Regions from separate parts of the Sus scrofa genome. Here region 1 is linked to region 2. The links are chromatin contacts, called in public Hi-C maps. All regions are on one chromosome and are shown on one strand. The core of a region is the stretch at or near the end of the contact, and the rest is flanking DNA. Distances in the headings are between cores, read along the strand shown.

Region 1 (6,597 bases), core at 2,648-5,147, 71 kb before region 2:
CTGTTTAAATGTTATTTCTGCAAGAAATCTATACAAACATCAGCATAATGTATAAGTACACATTAAACTTAAAGCAGTACTTCTCAAAGTCTGAGACACATTCTGAAAAGATCTTATACCTACAAGGTTGAAGCAAATGAGGTTATCTCTTTCATTTCTTTCTTTCTTTTTTTTTTTGTCTTTTTGCCTTTTCCAGGGCCACTCCTGCAGCATATGGAGGTTCCCAGGCTAGGGGTCCAACCGGAGAGCTGTAGCCACCAACCTACGCCACAGCCACAGCAACTCGGGATCTAAGCCATGTCTGCGACCTACATCACAGCTCACAGCAACGCCGGATCCCTAACCCACTGAGCAAGGCCAGGGATGGAACCCACAACCTCATGGTTCCTAGTCAGATTCATTTCTGCTGCACCACCACGAGAACTCCTCTTTTTCATTTCTCTTTAATACTTCTAATTAAGTAAGGAAGAAACTACCAGGTTATGTCTAAAACATCCATAATACTTGTCACTTTCTCTTATCAAAGTTAACACCATGAAGTAGTGGTATTTAGCCAGAATTTAACATATTTATTTATTTAAACTTCATAATAAATTTCCATTTCATAACTATCATAATTTCGAAGAAACTAATTTTTAAAAATCAGCTGACTTTGTTAAGAAGGGAACAGCCCATTAAAGGACCTACTGTGCTCTCTATGTGTTATTGAGGGTGACCTGACTGGTTACCAATCCGAAGACTTCAGATATCAGTAAGAATCATTAGCATCCAACACTCTACAGAACTTAATTTCCTCACCTACAGGGTGTTTTCAACTTTATGACAAGTTGTAAATTGTGACAATCCTTAGAGGCCTTAAGATGAGGGATATTTTCTGTCAACTCAGCTCATATGCTTCTTTTTGCCAGCAAACAGCTTTAAAAGTTTGTGCAAATGTCTAGCACCTGAGTTTAATAAATACTAGGCAAATTTTTTTAAGTCAACTCTAAAAATGATTATTACTGGCACAGGATTACACAAATGTGCAAGACTTAAAAAATAATGAACTTTGTGATGCAGACAGAAAATGTTAATATCAAAATTGGAACGATGGGTGTCACCTTCAGAGCTGAGATCTTAAAAACGTACTCTAAACTCTATAAAGCAAAGACTTGGAATCTATAAGACTAAAAAGAAAATACAAACGGACTGTAATTCTTAGACATAGACAATATCAAAAACAAATTCAACAGCATCTCAAGAGAAAAAGGGGAAAAGGAAAGAGACTAAAATTTTCCATTTCAATTCAAATTAAGCTGTTAACTATAGAACTTATTCAATAAAGAAAGTACGCTGGCCTTCCTAAGGCTACTTTATTTTGCTTTTTTTTAGCACTAATCCTTGGTCACCTAACAGACTGAAGCATATGGGGAAGATGATTTAGAAGAGTAGGTAATTTTTTGAAAATTTTCATTTGGCTTTTAAGTGCAGTTGTATAAAAACTGAATACAGATGTATCTTATAACCTCAGATTTTATAACACCTCAAAATAAATGATGCTAAAATCACAAAAAAAAAAAAAAAAACAACGCTTGGAGGGACCTTAAACCTGCTCAGTTTCCCTATACTCTATTTAAACCTAAAATGGTGTTTTTAAGTGCATCATTTATGTACTAAGGATGAGGGGGTAATAAAGAAATTCCGTTTATAGCTATTGCCCTCGAGAGCCTTACAATCTATTTGGAAGCCAAAGAATGTAAGGGAGAGTTAAAATAAAGGGTTACTGCAATGAAATAAAGCGTCAAATACACAGGCAAGAATTATGATTAAGGCTTTTTCCAGTAAGACTCCAATGAAAAGGTAGACTTAATAAATTAGGGGAAAAAGAAATCTTTCCAGGTTGAGGAAGGAAACCTGTTAACCTGAGTCTATACAGAGTTGGATGGGAAAAACTAAGGAACAAAAAATATTTTATACCTGGATAACACTCAGCAACTCATTCCATGATTCTTTGTAACCACTGGCTATTCTTCCTCCCAGCTGACATAATTAAAACTATAGAATTGAATTATCCTCAAGAAATACACTCCTTGAAGAGCAAATTAATGGAAATTACCAACTTTAGACACATGTTTATATTTAAGGAGGATCTTGGGGTTACTAATCTAATTGAACTCAACATTTTTTAGGTTCTATCACTATCTTAGAACCTGAGTTCTACCATAAACTAAAAGATCTTTTTCTGAAAATGGTGCTTAGATATTTTAGTCTTAAATTTCTGAACAAAAAATCCTGGCTCCTTAATCACCTCTCCGTACTGCATGTACTACAGGAATCTGGGTTTACTTCTCCTTTTGCCTATGGGAAACAATCAAAGTAATCAAACAACTTCTTCAAGGTCATAAGGCAAACTTTTCCAGTAAAAACACAAAAATAAGTTTTATAAACCATCCTTGATGCTATCTTATCATAAAACTTTCAAGAACATCCAATCCTCTATCATATTAAACAAGTCAATCCAAAAGGCCTGATCTACTATAGAACAGGAAAAAAGTACCTATGAATTCAATTTAATCACATACAACTCTTTGACACCTAAATAGTTTGCATAGATCCCACTGGTATTTTGCATTTTACTCAAAATTAGGAAAAGGTCAATGTTTCATTAATTTTTAAACGTCAAATCTATACTTGATTATTTTCACCTACAGTGGAACATTAATTGCATCACCTTTAAATATCTCTATTAAAGAAACCTGCCAAAGTCTGTCAAAAACAAACCACAGAAAAATACCTAGTTATGTAAAAACATCAGGATTTTTAAATTACATGGGAGATTAGTGGGCCAAAAAAACCCTAAAAAGGTGAGCTTATAAATGAGACTAAAGAACTCGAGGGAGAGAAAAAGAAACGAGAAAAAAAAATTCAGAGAAAAGGATAGGAAGTAGGCCTCTGAAAAAGGTAGCATCGCTAAATGAGAAAGCTAAAAATCACTTACTCGAGCTGGCCAATGAGGATAACCTTTCATCTTGGCGAAGATGAGATCCCCAGGTTTGAAATCACGAGTCATGTTTCGGGGGCGAGGCCGGGGGTCCGAAGCCCAGGGAGGAGGAGCGGTGGTGCGGACGCCGAGGGGATGCGGGAGGGCGGAGGGGAGCCGAGGCTCCCCTGGGCGGCGGGAGGGAGAGGATGCCTCGGGGTGTCCCGACGCTCCTGCGAGGGAGAGCACCGAGGGCGGTTAAAGCTCAGAAACCCGAAGGGAGGGGCTGTACGGGGAGGAACGGGGGAGGGGAGGACCGTGGAGGGGCAGGGGTGGGGGTGGGAGAGTGAGGGGAGAGCCGCCTCCTGCTCCTCCCCCGCGAGTACTCGGCCTCCGCAGCCCGAGAGCTTCCCCTCCAGGCTCCGCCAGGTCCACCGCTCGACGACCGAAAAGACGCCACCACCTGAGGCAGAGATGCTTCTCAGCCCAATTCTTCTCTCTCCAGCCCCATCTTTCCTCTGGCTTTTTTCCCCCAAGCTTAAGCCCCAAGAGGGAGGGGGAGGAGGAGAAAAAGATGGCAAAAGCAAGGCGAACGTTCTCTTCCTATCCACACACGACCTCTCCCCTAGCCTGTTTCCCCGATAGTAGCAGCCCCGGGCCGAACCTCGGCTCACGGGCGGGCCGCGGCCACTTCCCCGCTACAGCCAGGAGTGAGGCCACCGAGGGGGGGCGGGGCGAGTCCCCGCCGCCCGCTCACCTGCCGGGGCCGCGGGCGCTGGGGCTGCGGTGGCGGACCGGCCGCCTCTGCCCGCGTCCACGCAAGCCACCTGCGCCACCAGCTGCCGCAGAGGCGTCTCAACGGCTCCGAATCGCAACCGCCGCCGCCGCTGCCGCCGCCGTCGCTGCGCTGCTCCCGCGCGGCTCCCGCTCGGCGCCCGCTAGCACTGGGGCGGGACCAACTGCTCGCCGACGAGGGGGAGTAACGCAGCACCCGCCAAAGGTCTGTGGCTCCGGAGAGGAACTTCAGGAGGCCATAGATCCCCAAGTTCGCTTTGGCCTAATAGTTGCAGTCAGACAGAGAGAGATACGGGTCCAAAGAAGAAAAGGAGTGGACACTAACAGGTCGGCCCGCTGTGGTTCCCCCCTGCGGTTTGTGGAATGGTCGGGCCCGGCCCGCCCCTGCTGGCTGCTCTGCGTGTGTGTATTTGTATGTGTACTGTATGTAAAAGGCGGGGAGGGAGGAAACGATTGTTGTGGACAGGGTTTGGGGGCGGGTATCTGGGCCTCCAGCCCTTGGCTGTGTGTTAGGGAGAACCTGGCAGCCTAAGCTAACATGTTCTTCCATCGTTTCCCAGGGTGGGGAGGTTTTCATTGCTGCAGTTGCGCGGTTTGCACCATCCAAAAAAGAACTGTACAAAAACCCATAGATGAAATCAGAGCATAAGGCGATTGCACTGTGCAGCTTGTAGGCCTCTTAAGCCTCGCTGAAGGGGGCTTGCAGGCTCCTTTTCTTGAAATTGTAATTTGAGAAAGCCCCATTTCTTTGCTTTTAAATTTAAAGCACCAAGAACTATTAAGAAAAATGCAATCTTAACGAATGCAAACCGTGCAGGATAGAAAACAATGACAGGAAAGCATAAGCCTTTCAGATAGGATGTGGGTTTGGGCCCTGACTTAATTTTAGCGGCATCTAAATTTTATTTCCCTAGTAGAATAGTAGCTGGTAGGTGGTACAGTGTAAAAGTACTACTGAACCTCAGATGTTTTATCTTTTAAAATACTCTTAAAGGATTTTCTAATTTCTTAATCCTTTAGCCAATATAATTTTAGTATGTTTTTTTTAAAGTACCTACTGTGTGTCAAGCATTCTTAAGTGCTGGGGGTACAACCATGAACAACAAGCACAGATAATTCCAATTTAAAACAATGAAAATATGAAAAAAGAATAAGAATATTAAAATATATAAAAAGTACATAGTTCATACTCCTTTAAATGAAGGACTCAACTGGGATGAAATCAAAAAAAGCTTAATATTAAATAAGCAAAAAATTGAGAATTTTTTGAAAGAGATATACATAGGCCTTTAAAAAGAATGAAAGAAGATGTTCCCAATACAAAATGTCTTTCAAGAAGACTAAAGCATACTTTGCAACATGCAGAGGGTTCCAAGTGATGCCAAAACAGAAACTGACTGGCAAGAGAGAGGGGGGCTGGAGAAAAGTGTTGAAGCCTCCCATCCTGAATTTGCGTTTGATATGTATACTAGGGAGCTACTAATTACTGCTGAACAAGAAAGTTAAAGATAATTCTTTAAAAAGTTATTCTTGCTTGCTACAAAATAGATGTCAGTAGAAGGAAGCTGGATGTTAGTACTGTACTCCCTAAGTGACTGGTTTCTGGATAACACTGTTGACTATGAAAAAGGGAAGGAAGGGCACAGCTAAGTTAACACAAAGGAATAATTGTCAGTTAGTCATAAATCGTGCGCAGGAAAAAGCAGAGAAAGACGTATTAAAGAAAATTCAAGACACTGAGTAGATAAGACTAAGGCATCATCATTCAGCAATCATTTTTTGTGCACCTCCTTTGTTTTAAGCCCAGTAAGCCTTTGCGACTCCAAGTGCGGTCCAGGGCCCTGAGGTTGGGCTTCACCTGGGAGCTTATTAGAAGAAACTTAGCCTTTTCCCAGACCAGCTAACTCAGAATCTGCATTTTAACAAGACCCCCAGATGATTCTTACTCATATTCCGGTTTGAGAAACTGCTTCTATGCAGGATACTACAGATCATAGGAACTTAAAATCAAATCGGGAAGACAGATATATATTAATAGATAAATTATAATTATATTAAAAGATAACTTTTTATTAGTGGTAAATGATAGCACCAATAATAGGGAGTGGTTATTGTGAGTGAGGAGGTCCTCAGAAAAGAAATGGAAAACAGAGGGAAAATGGCTTCAGTGTTACTTTTCTTTTTTAAATTAAAAACTTAGCTCTCGCTATTTTTAAGTTTTGGCAATTTCGATTTTTGATAGTCTGTAGACAACAGGCAGTACCCTTTAAACAATAAGTCAGGGCAAAACAGGTGGTAGTTTAAGCCTCTAGAGAACAAAAGCCCAGGATCCCTGGGAGCAGCAATTCCAAAGCAGAGGGGGAGGGGAGGGGAGAAGGAGGTGGGAGTGTTGGGCTCTTCAGAGCCACTTGGAGAGCTTTTCTGAGCTTCTGTGAGCTCGTCCTCTTCTCCAGCCAGGCTCAGTGCACCCCTCCCCCATAGATAGCCTTCTTAGTGGGGAGGCCGGGAAAAGTATAGTAAGACAGATTAAAGGAGCAAATAGAGCGTTTTAAGGAGAAAATACAAAACAGCTGAAGCAAGGGGGTGGCGGGACGATCTAAATGAATTGAGGCAGGAGCTTGACTTACATTCTCTCATTTAATCCAGGTACTGTCCCCATTTTACAGATGAGAAAAGAGGCGCACCGAAGTTCAGCAATTTGCCCAAAAATCACACATCAACTCAAGTGGCCAAGGCAGTGGTCCAGCCAATCTCTTCTCAAGTCCATGCTTTTGTGTGATCCCACACCACCTCTAGGTGGAGCAGGGGCCCAGCAGCACTGCATAATTAGAAAAAGATGCTGA
Region 2 (6,636 bases), core at 699-3,198:
TTCAAAAAGTAGCCCAATTATGTCTCACAGGTTTTTTTTTTAATTAAAAAATTAATTTTCTTGAATAGAAAAAGCAATAGAGTTGTACCTAGTTCACCTAAACTTGGGCATGCATCTAGCAATATGTCCTACAATTTCATGGCAAAATCACCTCTGCCTGGAAAGAAAGAAGAGATTGAGAAGTTATAGAATAGATTGATTCTGGGACAGGAGCTTTTTAAGAGTTCACTGGTGTGAAGCAGTTAAATGTTTTGTCCTGAGATCATGCTGTAACTGAAATCAGCTCTAATGCTGATTTGTTTTTTTGAACTCCTTTAGTTTTAGTTTATGATTGTAAATATATCTATTATTCTTTCATATTTTAATAGCTCAGAATGCAGAACTTCAGGGAAAGGCAAATGAGATTGAGAAAGCATTCCAGACTTCCCAGCAGAAATGGAAAGAAGAATGTAGAAGATTTGAACATGATTTGGAGGAAAGAGACAGTATAATTCAAAATTGCAATCAAGAATATGATTTACTTATGAAAGAAAAAAGCAGACTGGAGAAAACCCTACAGGTAAATATTTTGTAAGGAATTTTTTTAAATAATAAATAATGTTTATTGAGATGTGTTATACATTATTTGAAATTATGTTTGGAAAGGAAAATACCAGAAAGCAAGAGAATCTGATTTCTTCCCCACCCCTATAATTTCTTTCCTCTCTCCCTCTCTTTTTTAGGGGCATTTTTGTGGGTCTCTTTTATAATATACTTTAGCAATATATTAATATGTATATACTGTTTCTTTTGTGCGAAACAGTTTGAGGTCTCTGATCAAAAATGTTTAAAAACCCAACTTGCATAGGTATATTGTAAGAAGATAAGAACCCACAATTCCTTTGATCCAGGGACATGAAAATTTGGAATGTTAGAAATGTGGGCCCTAGATTTTGACCTGAATATACAATAAATATAGAAAAATTTTATATATTCGATGTAAACTTCATTATCCATGTAGGGCACATTCTATATAGGCATGATATGTAAAATATTTGATTACCTTTTAGCAAAATTATAGTGAGCTATTTACTCTCCCATTTTTTGTTTTTGAGTCTCTAAAATAAAAGCATGGTTTAAGGTTGAAGTTGCCAGCTACTTAAAGGATAGATTTTGAATTGTTTGTATCTGCCATTTTTTGGAAGTACCAGTTTAAATTAAAAAATACATAATAAAAATGTACCACATTTTCCACTGGTGTAAAAAAAAATTGTTTTCAGAACATTGGAAAAAATCTTTACTAGAAATAGTCTTACAAAAGCATTTGAAAAGTGTAAAAGCTTCAGCACAAGGGTTCCCTGACATTGTTAGCCTATCTCCTTTTGATTTCCTGCATGTCAACAGTTGCAGTTGTCTTTTCTATTTACTGCAGTATTCCTATACCCTGGAACAGTGCCAGGCGTAAACAAGGGCTCCATTAGTATTTGAATGGGGGGAGCTTAGGTGGCAACTGGAACTACTCTATATAACCTTCCCCACGAAAAATGTCTTAGAGGAGTTCTCTGGTGGCTCAGTGGGTTAAGCATCTGGCATTGCCACTGCCAAGGCCTGGGTTGCTGCTGTGACATGGGTTAGATCCCTCGACCTGGAACTTCCAAATGCCGTGAGTGTGACCAAAAAAGAAAATTAGAAGTAAAAAAAACCCAAAAAACAAAAAGCAAAACCTGCAAAGAAACAAACAAAAGTCTTAGCTATAGGAAAAGAAGGGTATAGTTGGCAGCATTCCTTACAGTCAATCAGCCTGCATCTTAAGATCTCTTATGGATCTTGATATTGATGTGATCAGATGATCACCTAGTTGGTAGAACTCTGCTTTGATTTTATGCATTTGGCTTTGAACTAATCTGTGCAGAGACCTTTGGGGTTGAAGAGGAGTCCCTATTTAGCCCTAAGGGGAAAAAGCCCCAAGGCTCTTTGTGTTGGCTTTCCATTAGAGAAAGTTGGAAGGGCAGTCTTTATTATGCAGATCCAGGCTACTGTTTATGAGGGCACAGAAGGCTTTCCTCTCTCTCCTGTAAACCAAAGAATCTTTCTCCTTGTGTTAATGCAGACTTAGTTTTAAAACCAAAAGTTTAGGAAATTGGGCTTCTTGGGAAACCTGCACTGTATTCTTCCAAAATTTTGAGCTAAATTAGATCTTATAAATATAGTACAACTAGGAAAATCCCGAAAGAAAAGCCTCTTGCAAATATTGTTTACTTGTAGAACTAGAAATTCTATAGAACAGTCCGAACCTGAAAAAAATTTTGACTTTTCAAATTTTTAACATTCTAGAGTTTCCTTATACTGATTCGTTGCACACAACTCCTTCCTTCTTCCCTTTTGTAAATACAGTGTTCTTTGTCAGATTTATATTTAAATTTTTAGGGAAGATCCAGGTAGTTTGTTTATAGGTAATTAAAGCTTTCTATATCATCTCCTTTACATACAGATTTTACATATAGATTACATATATGCCAAACAACTGATTTTGTTTTTGTCTCTTTATCATATGGTGCATTTTGTTCAATCCCCTGAAGTTAAATTTTTTGGAAAAAAGGGGTTAAATAGCTCTATCTCTATCTATCTATCTATCTAACACTTATCTATGTATCTATATGAAATGTTGCTTAAATTAAATGAGTAACCATAGCTTCTTATTCAGATGTACATTCTGGTGACCAAGGTATAATAATTCTATTAATTAATGATTTTTAACATAACTTATAATGTGTTTTAACAGTCTGTTGGTAAAGAGAGCCCTTTGTATATTTAAATTGGGATGAAGGAAGAAAGGTAACTTTTATTGATTTAATAGTAAAATAAGTTTTTATTCATATAAAGGAAGCATTGGAAAAACATCAGCAGGAGAATAATGAGATGGAGTCTCATATCAAGGAGACCGCATTGGAGGAGTTTAGATTGCAAGCAGAACAATGGGAAGCAGAAAGAAGAGAGTTACAATTTATAGTACAGGTATTTTTAAAATAATTCAGTTCTTTAAGTATGCCCTTTTTTTTTTTTTTTTTTTTTTTTTGCTTTTTAGGGCTGTGCCCATGGCATATGGGGATTCCCAGGCTAGGGGTTGAATTGGAGCTGTAGCTGCCAGCTTACACTACAGCCACAGCAACGCATGATCTGAGCCATCTGAGCCGAATCTGCGACCTACACCACAGTTCATGGCAAAACCAGATCCTTAACACACTGATCAAGGCCAGGGATTGAACCTCCGTCCTCATGGATGCTAGTCAGATTCGTTAACTGCTGATCCACAATAGGAACTCCTAAATATGTCTTTTTAATGCTTATGATATTAAAAATTACATTAGTGTGATAATTGACTAGCTTACTCAAGGAGAAAATAGTTCCTAGTCTTTGATCTCTGGAAGGCCATGTTTCATTTGTAGTTACATGACAATATGGGCAGCTGTTTCTAAAAATACTGTTAGAATTAGCATTCGGTAACTTCCATTGCATAAATTATGTGATTTTTAAAGGACACATATACATTTGGCATTTAGTTTTCCATTTAAAATATGAAACTGTTAGCACACTTTAATAACATAAAGAAATAGAATAACTAGATTTTGGATATTAAAGGATGCTTATAAATCATATGGTATAGTGCTTTTTGGACTCTTTTTAAGAAGTACAGGTTCTTAATCATGTTCTATTAACCCCTCCCCACCCAAAACACAGTAATCCTTCGAGTAGTTCAATTTGAAAATCACTGATTATATCTAATCCCCATTATAGATAAGCAGATGGCAGTATGTGATTTACTCAGATACAGATGAAGTGATTAGTGTGGGAAAGACTACAAGTCTCTAGATTCTCACTCCTATGTACCTTGCATTTTTTCAGGAGATTACATGTAAATTATTTTGAAGGAGTGGTAGTAGGAATTAAAACTGTTCATTCACTAACCAACTAACTTAAAATTTCAAGTACATTTCCATCATTTCTTCTATTACTTATTTTGTGACAAGACAAACATTTTTTTTCTATACAAAATTGAAATATAGTCTCTATATAGATGTCAAAGATAAGCATTCTTACAGAATAAATCTAAAATAAATTTTGGATTTGCTTTGTGTTAGAAACAATTTCGTAAGATGAAGGCAGAGAATAGGAGAGATCTTATTTCTTTAAGGGCTGGCAGTAAACAGTGGAAATACTGAATTTGTTGTATATGTAAGTGTGCAGAATACCAATACAACCACACTTTTCCCAAACCTTTGGTCCTTGGGCAATGCTTTTTTCCCCCATCACTCCCTCTGTGGAATCTGGAAAGATAATCACTCTTTAGACCTCTTGGTATTTTCAGAGTCTGCTTGAATGTGTGTAGTTAATTTTCCTATTCATTCATTCATGCATTTATTCATTCCCTGCATACTTACTGAGTTCCTGCTATGGGTACTGAGGATATGAAATTGATTAAGGTATGATTTCTGTCCTAGAAGATCTTGCAATATGGAAAGAGATGTAAAAAGAGAAAATCTATATTGTAGTATAAAATTTTGCACAAAATTCCTTGGGAACATAAGAGAGAAATTAATTAAGTACCTGGGAGATTGGGGAAATCACTGCAGAGCAGAGGACATTTGAGCTGTTGTTGGTAATTGTCTTAAAGTTTACCTAGAACAAACAAGCACACATAAGTAAATGAAAATAACCCGTTTGTTTTTAAATACCCAGAAATTTCAAGTGCCACCAGTCAGAAACCTGAACCTTATAAAATATAATTCAGAGACCTATATTTAAATGTGTGGATGATGTGATTTTGATGCAGTTTCCTAGCCAGCGCTATAAATCTCACATGAAATGTATATAGTTATATCAGACTTTATATGACGAAGTATCAGGAGAATTTGAAATTGTTATCCATCTTTAATTATTATGTGTGGGAGGAATAGGGGAATATTCTTAGTTACTAGCACCTTTTGTAAGACAGATTTTATTGTAGTCTGTAACTGAAATATTCAGAGCTCTCTCAGTTTCTTGTCCTTTTTATTTTAACAAAAGAAAACCTCTTTTACTTGTATAAAGCAAGCTTAAAAACAGTATTTTAAAAAACTCTTTTTAAAAATAACTTGAAGGATAGATTGAAATTCTCTCCTCTCTGTATTGGCTGTTGATGGGTTTAGCTTTCCATCCTGTAATTAGGTGTTAGTATCACATAGTGTTCCCTTTGTGTAGCTCTCTCAGGGAATTCAGTTTTTAAAATAAGTTTGAAAAAAACCTAAGTGAAACCCCATCTTTAACAGACAAAGCTGGTGTAATATTTCTCTCATCTGGGCTTTAGAATTCAGACTTACTATAAAAAGAAAATCTTAATTTTATGCCATGTCTCCTTTCTTTCCCAGTAATTGAAGCTCTAAACAAGGCTGTACTTCTTTGGAATATTAATGGGAATTTTTAGTGTAATTACTTCATTTTAAGAAGATGTTTTTCATTTTTTAAAATGCATGACCTCTTTTGATAAACATAAAAATTCCATGTCTTTCTTTAGCATTGTTTGAAATTACAAAACAGCAATGCCATGGTATATTTATGTTGATATTGGAGGGAATATGTATTATTTTATTTTTTTACTATTTATTTAATTTTTAAATTTAAAATGAACTTTTAATTTTATTTATTTCTTGGTTTCTGCAATGGCAATGTGAACTTTGAGGATGCATATTAGCTATGAATATTTTCTATTGTAGGCAGTGTGGGACATGCAATGGCAAAGCTTTGTTTTTAAAAATCACCATGCTCTTTCCTTTGTGATTTTTCTAGTTCATTTTAGTGTATAACTTATTAGTAGGATCAAAAGCATTTAGAAGATGAATGTATGTTTTTAATATTTATTTTGTTTTCAAAGTTCTGGAACTAATCCAGGGAATAAAGTGACATTTTCCTGATTCATTGACTAAATTTGGTTTATATGTCTAGTGATTAAAGTGTAGGAGAGTTTGTGATGGCAAAGAGTGTGGGAAATGCTGATTAAAAGTAATACCACAGACTAAAGAAGGCAGAGGAAGGGTGGGGAGGTAGTGGGGATAAAGAAGCTATCAGACCAGGTATAAGGGTTTTATGCAAAAACAGCAGTCAGTGAATAGGAGGTGGCAGGTCAGAGATTGACCTGGTAAGCACAATTGTGATGTACAGTCAGCTTGGGGTAAGTTACACGAAAAGAAAGTATTTCAGAATTTTGCATTAAGTGATCTAGGGTAGCAAGGAGCATTTCTTTGTAGTTTCCTGGGAAACTGTCCACTCGTGCCCTGTGTAAACAAATGGCATAGAAAGTGAGTCTGGCACTGGTATCGCCTGTTGTTGCCAAACAGGAAGTATCTTAAAAATCAGTTTATAAAATCACTGTGTATTGTTCTTATTGTAAAAATGCTCCTAATTTAGGGAAATTTGAAAGGAGAAAGTAAAGGTCTTTCCCTACCTGCCTCCAATCCTACTCCTCATCTAAGGGCATATAAACATTATATTTACATAAATATGCCTCAGTAATATTTAGTGTCCATCTTTAAATGTTTTAACATTATTCTTGTAGTTTTGTGTGGTTTTTCTGTCATATGGAAGTTCCAAGTATATTTAATAAATCCCTTATTGGTAGACATT

Evidence for each region. Hi-C and Micro-C count contacts between places; a contact is called where the count stands out from the background.
Region 1: a Hi-C map of epiblast stem cells shows a contact between it and region 2, with 2.2 times the contacts expected there. The contact joins the promoter of PSIP1 here to the enhancer-like site in region 2. A contact is called at or near these places in 2 of 5 promoter capture datasets (fetal liver and liver), 12 of 47 Hi-C or Micro-C datasets (alveolar macrophages, brain, embryonic fibroblasts and 7 more) and 1 of 2 datasets of contacts at active chromatin or transcription factors (skeletal muscle).

What each region holds. Positions count from the first base shown.
Region 1 is chr1:207,170,814-207,177,410 of Sscrofa11.1, reverse strand. PSIP1 (PC4 and SFRS1 interacting protein 1) reads right to left here and starts at 3,897. Exons shown (of 11, transcript NM_001243670.1): 1 at 3,717-3,897; 2 at 2,978-3,192. The coding sequence starts at 3,049.
Region 2 is chr1:207,098,278-207,104,913 of Sscrofa11.1, reverse strand. CCDC171 (coiled-coil domain-containing protein 171) reads left to right here. Exons shown (of 27, transcript XM_021063474.1): 6 at 369-559; 7 at 2,863-2,994. Among named protein-coding and RNA genes, the nearest start is that of CCDC171, 41 kb to the left of the region's middle. Within about 2 kb of position 1,948, at least 4 of the 83 cell types and tissues checked have an H3K27ac peak or open chromatin away from gene starts, as enhancers often do. A contact at or near this core is called in epiblast stem cells, where this site is marked.